2 separate regions of the Bos taurus genome follow, and region 2 is linked to region 1. A link is a contact called in public Hi-C data. All regions are on one chromosome and are shown on one strand. The core of a region is the stretch at or near the end of the contact, and the rest is flanking DNA. Distances in the headings are between cores, read along the strand shown. Region 1 overlaps LOC107133280 (a long non-coding RNA gene). Region 2 holds the start of MAML3 (mastermind like transcriptional coactivator 3).

The links. A called contact is a pair of places that touch in the nucleus more often than the background predicts.
Region 2: a contact with region 1 is called in a Hi-C map of liver, with 3 times the contacts expected there. The contact joins the promoter of MAML3 here to the enhancer-like site in region 1. A contact is called at or near these places in 4 of 11 Hi-C or Micro-C datasets (liver, skeletal muscle and skin fibroblasts).

What each region holds. Positions count from the first base shown.
Region 1 is chr17:17,457,475-17,460,558 of ARS-UCD2.0, reverse strand. The region is part of intron 5 of LOC107133280 (a long non-coding RNA gene); the gene reads right to left. Among named protein-coding and RNA genes, the nearest start is that of MAML3, 100 kb to the left of the region's middle. Within about 2 kb of position 1,593, at least 29 of the 102 cell types and tissues checked have an H3K27ac peak or open chromatin away from gene starts, as enhancers often do. A contact at or near this core is called in liver and skeletal muscle, where this site is marked.
Region 2 is chr17:17,559,130-17,562,213 of ARS-UCD2.0, reverse strand. MAML3 (mastermind like transcriptional coactivator 3) reads right to left here and starts at 1,499. Exons shown (of 5, transcript XM_015475390.3): 1 at 259-1,499. The coding sequence starts at 729.

The DNA.
Region 1 (3,084 bases), core at 344-2,843:
CACATCTCTGCTGTGTAGCAGCAAGTACATTTGTGACAAATGCTGACAGTAACCCAGTCGCTGACTATCCAGCCACACACCATGGCTTAGATGCAGCTTGAAAGCAAGGCCCACCCCCAGAGAAACTTCTAGATGGAGTATTGCTCTAAAATGCGCCTTTGGTGACCCCAAAGACTGAGTAAGCCTATCTAAGTGTCTGAGTTATGCTTGTGAGGCTCTGGGGAGAAGAGAATGTGGCCTCACTGGATTTCTGCTCTCTTCCTGGAGGGCAAATAAAGCTTGCTGACTCAGAAGGGAGACGAGACGCTCAACGGTAGTAGTTCTGGGGTTCAACTTTGGTGGCTGTCTGCAGAAACTCCAGTGATCTGCAAGATAATCTGACCTAATTTCAACTGTAAACTTAAAAATCGACTGAACAGATAGTATATACCTGGCTGTTTAGAAACTTTATCTCCTTTAATCTTCAGAGGAACCCTTAGGTACGAATCATGACCACCATTTCATAAAGCTGCAAACTGAAGCTCAGGGAGGTTAAATGACATACCCAATGTCCCAGCTAGGAGACGTGGGCTCAGAATTTTCCAATCTGAGTGTGTCTGACCCCAGAGCCCTATACACTCTCTGAGACCTTTCCAACTGAGAAGAGAAACATATACCCAGGAAAGAGGAAGGAGAGGACAGGGGCCCCACACTGCCGCAGCCCAGCATCAGGGGCAGGAAGACGGATGGAGGCAGAGGGCTGAAGAGGGACAAACTGATGGCATCTGCTGTTAGGAGTGCCCAGTCTAAGGATGTTCTTCGGCTCATCTCTTGGCCCCCTGCTCCTCAGTCTAGGAGACAAAGATGCCAGATGGGTCTCAGGGGGCAACAAATTGTGCATCATCGTCCAGCTCCAAGGAGAGTCGGGTTGTTAATAAATTACTCTAGGCTGGCCTCCTGCTAAGTTAAGCATCACTTTTTAAAAATCCTCACATCGTTATTGTAAGGTAAGTATTACTGCCACTTTTATTTTATTTTTTACTGCCACTTTTAATAGTTGGGGAGAAGGAGGATTGGGGGGTTTAGGGACATCCCCAAGATCAAAAGACCCCAGGTGTCAAGGCTCACATTTCAACCCAGGCGTCTGACTTTAGGGCCATCAAGCATGTAACACCATGTTCTACTAGACAGAGGTTGGGGGTCGTGGACGACCGCGTGGCCCTTTCAGCGCGGGCTGACCCGGGAGGGGCAGGGTCGCCAGTCCTCCTGAGGGATGCATGCGGATGGCGCCAGCCGGGCTCAGGCAGCCACATGGGAGCCTGCTACTCCGGGGCCCACCGGACCCTGTTGCTTGGGGGCCGTGCCCGCAGCGGGTCCTGGCCTTGGCCTTGCCCGAGTCGGAAGGCAGCCCCATGCTCGGCTGAACAGCAACTGGGGTGCTCTGGATAGGTGAGCTAGAGAGGGAGGTATCCAGGCTTAGGCGTGAGCCAAGGACCCGGGCGTGGGGCTCTAAACCCAGATCACACCCCCCGACCCCTCTCCCCGGCGATCCCCACCCCGCACCACCCGCCTCCCACCACCAGTGGTCTGTCTGCCCGTCTGGCCGGAGCCCCGGCCGGGTGCGGCCGGGCGGTGCTGGGTGATGGGGGGAAGGGAGGGGACGCCCTGCTCCTCGGCCGCCGACCCCGGAGGCTTTGTGTATTCGGAACCGGATTCCCCACCTCCCTCCCCCACCTCCCATTCCCGCTTTCTTTCCCCTTAACCCAAGTCCCAGTAGAGTATTCAGCAATTAGCACGTGAGGAGGGGGTGGAAGGCGGCGGCGGGCGGGCGTGGGGTGGTGAGATTCCCCCGCACCCCACCGCCCCCGCCGGGATGGGTCCCGAGCTCCCGCCTGCGCTGCCTTCGTGCGCCACCTACCGGCTGCTCGCGGCAGCTTCGAGCCCGCCAGCACGGTTCCTAGGCAGATCTTGATCTCCGTGGACAATAGACAATGGGATTTTTTTTAAACAATGATTTATTTTGGGGGGTGGGGATAAGAGGAAAGGAGGGAGGGAGGAAGCAGCAGTGTGTTTGTCATCGCTTTAGAAAAAAAATGTCTGTTCTATCATTGTTTCTGCATATCCATTATATTGAGGACAAAAAAATCCCCTTCTGGAACAACAAATGTTTTCTGTGGCTGACATTTAATTGTGCGCTCAAGGTGCTACATTATCACGGGGAGAGACTGTAAGGAAGCTAGGGCACAGCTTAGGTTCAGAAGCCTGATTTTCTGCGTTAAGATGTGGGCTTTCTTACCTGAGCCCCGTTTTACATGGCCTCATGTGTCTCCACTGGTGTTATGCAGAACACACAATTCTGTGTTTCTGTATAGATGCCTAACCCATCACAAGGATTCCTTGTGGATTGTTTTCGCACTGCCTTCAAGGGCCTATTCTTTTACAGCCAACAGGGATAATCATGCTTCATTTTACAACCTCCCTACACTCACTTTACCAAAAAGATACTAATTTTAAGGAGCTGTTAGGAGCCTTGGAGAACACTTAGACCAAGCCCCTCAGTTGTACACAGGAAGCGGGCAGAATGCCTTGTCCAAAGTCATGAAAATGATTAGAGATGCAGTCGGGACCAGAAAGCTTGTATCCTGAGCCCTGGTTGTCCTGATGCCCAGCACCCCCTGACTCTCACCCTGTCCTTTCTGCCTGGACAGCCCCCCAGGCAGTGAGTTGTGTGCACTCAGGCCGGAGAGGGGTGGGTTAAGTGTAAACTTCCTTGACTGGCGGCAGCCCTTTTATTCTCTTCTCACCCGTTTCCCTCTGTAGAACGAAGGAGGGGTTGAGGGGTGAAATATGGACATTATCTTCATTCCTTAATTTTGTTATTTTTGCTGTGATAAGTTACTATGTAAAACCTATACAATTATCCACAATTCACTAGAAGATGCTTTTTCTGAGATGCAAGGCTTAAGCAGCCCTCCATTCTACCCCCAGTGCTAACCCAGATGCTGGGAACACAGAAGGAGTGTCTTCCATCTTTAGAAATTGTTCTCAGTGGTCTCTTGACAAAGATGGTTTACCCTTGGGAACTTGACTAAGATTTCCTTCTTA
Region 2 (3,084 bases), core at 250-2,749, 100 kb before region 1:
GGCTCCCTCCGCCCCTTGCAGTCGTGACTGGCTTCCCCCCCTCTCGCCCCCTCTTCCCCAAATCTGACAACCCTGACAGATTAACAGGTAGCGGCGACGGCAGCTTTTACCTCAAAAAAGTTGACGTTAACCCTTCGGCTTCAGCCCACCTCGCCCGCCGTGCAAATCAGATCCCCGCGCCCCCTTGTTAAGAAGCTCCACGCGCCCCCCCCCCCCCTTCATGCGCGCGCCCAGTGCCCGCTGCCAGCGCGCCCTCACCATGATCAGCGTGTGGTTCCTCTGCTCCGCCGAGGCAGCCTCCGCATCTTGCTGGGGTTTGCTCTGGTGCTGTTGCTTGCCGGTGCCGGCGCCCGATTTCTTGGCCCTCTGTTCCAAGGTCCGCTGGTAGAGGTTCACGGTGTCCCGGCGCTCCAGCTCCAGCTGCTCCACCTGAGCCTGCTGGTACCTGTTCTCGCAGTTGACGTGGTGCCGCCGGCAGCCCTCGATGCGCTGGCGGAGCCGCTCCACCACCGTGCTGTGCTTGGGGACGGCCGCCGATCCGCCGCCTGGGCCCCCGGAGCCGCCGGTGCCGCAGCCGGCAGCCGGGTGAGTGCTACACGGAGCAGCGGGAGTACTATTGGGAGTATTATTCACACCGATCCCGGCCCCGCCGAGGCTGCTGTTCAGGCTACTGTTGATGCAAATACTACTGCCATTCGCGGCAGCAGCGGGGGCTGCGAAATCCCCCATCCTGCTCCCCGGGCACACTATTTTGGAAGAACTTTTTTTATCCACCCCCTATCAGCCTCCTCCTTGGGTCCAAGGATTAAAATAGTTTAAGTGGAACGCGGGGGAGACGCAAGCACATGGATAGAAACAGCGATCCCGACCGGGCGAAAAAAAAAGGGGGGGGGGAGATTTTGGGGTGGTTTTTTTGTTTCCTTTTTTTAAACTGTAAAGCTCGAGGGGAAAAAAGGGGGGGTGTTATCAGAATACCATCAGACACCTATCAACAAAAAGAATCACAACAAACTGAGCCAGCAGCAAATCGGGTTGCAACTCAAGGGAAGATCCGCTCTTCGCCTGCCTTCTTTTCATAATCCATTATTTTCTAATAAATTCCAAGAGATTTCCGGTGGTTGGCAAGCATTTTCTCCCTACGTACCGAAAAACACAACCCATGTACACACACAAGCATATGCCTCCAGTGCGGACACGCGCGACACACACTCACTCCACACCGCATCGGAAAACGGCAAGCTTGCTTATTGCATTTTCCTTCCACAAAAAAGTTTTGGTGTTTATGCCGCCCCGTGTTCTCAAAGTACTTTGGCTGCTCAGTTGCATTTCACAGGAACCTAGATATCGAATCCTCGGGCTGGGGGAAGTAAACACATGGACAGTCCGAGGCGACTGCAAAAGTAGATCGGTGAAGTCCTTTGCAAAACGCCGCGCGGAGAGCAGCCCCTAACGCTCGGCTGGGCTGCCGCTGCCGCCGCTGCTCCTGCCACCATCACAATGATCAACTGCTCGCCGCCGCCGCCGCCGCCGCCGCCGCCGCCGCCTCCTCCTCCTCTCGCTCCTCCACCTCCTCCTCCTCCTCCATGCCAGCGGAGTGATATCAGGACGCGCGAGCTCAGTAAACACGGCAGCGGCGGCGGCTGGAGGCCGTGAGACAAGCCCGGGGACACGGAGCAAAACCCGGCCCGGACTCTCACCCGGCAGGAGCGGGCGCGGCGCGCACCGGCGCCCGGCACCCAGCTCCCGCCTCCCTCTGCTCTTCCTCCCCGCCCCTCGCACGCCCCTAACTTCACTGCCACCCGGCCTGGGAAGTCGGCGCTGGCAGAAAAGAGAAAAAGATTCTGGGGGATCTCGGGAATTAATCAACTTTTGACCTGTGCGTGTGTGTGTGTGTGTTTCTGTGTGTGGTGCGCGCGCGTGCGCGCGCCTGGGTGTATGTGTGCGTGTGTGCACGCGCGGACGGCCGCGTGGACGCGCCTGGCTGGATTTCCTTATTCTGAGCGAGGTATCAAGCGATCCCAAGTTGTTGATATACATTTATGCATATTTTGCAGAACTGTGCATGACCAGGCAGAAACATTAAAGCTTCGCAGCAGTTGTCTGTCATCCTTATCCATATGGAAAGAAAAGCAAATACTGGCTTGTTTTTAAAACCCCAGTAATAAGTCCTCGGTAGTAGTAACCCTACTTATGGACACTTTTTCAAACTCTAGGCCAATCTTAACACAGAAAAGCGGAATTCTGAAGAAAAAGAAATAGGCAACAAAAAACTTGGAATGTTATTTGATTCGCTGTGCATGATTGTTGTTATTAGGGCAATTATTGTTTTACTTAACCTTGGAAAAAAATTGAAATAAAGCAAGCAGGGACTTAGAGGTGAGACTAACAGTACATTTTAACAGACTGTTTTGAACACTAGGTGCTAATGACAGCAGTAATTAAGGGTCCTTCCTAAATGAAGTGGAAAGATGCAGATTTCATGGACTAAAACTATAGGAAAAACACAGCATTTCACAGTTTGTCATAAAACAAAAACAAGCAAAAATAACAGGCACACTTTATTGCTAGATATATTTCTTTCTGTTCAAATGAACTTACAAAAAAGTACAATTAAAATGGAATAGCACCCACAGAAAGTAACCCGGACTTAACCCGTTGCGTATATACATAATTTTGAAACAATTAAAATTGAGGAACAGTTTCTGTGATCATCAGTAGGACAAGATCTTGATTGTGAGCTGTTTGTAATAAGGCATTTTGTATTATCTCAATAAATCTTATGGAATTAGTTTTTTGGGTAAAAATACACCCCAGTTTTCTAAAATAGCCAGGAATAAAAGAACTTTGGATCTCATGCATTAATCATGAGATCTGATTTAAACCATCTTCATTTCTTGGCATTGCAGATTAGCATAGGATGCTATTTCTAACCTCATAATGTCAGCAATAAGAACCGATATTTTTCTTCAATTAATCAGATCTATATGGTGAACTTTATCTTTACCATCCTTTGGATTATACAGTAAAATGGGCAGCAAGATACTGATTAGCATGTTGTGAGGTTCCCTCTAAGTAGGGAAACCA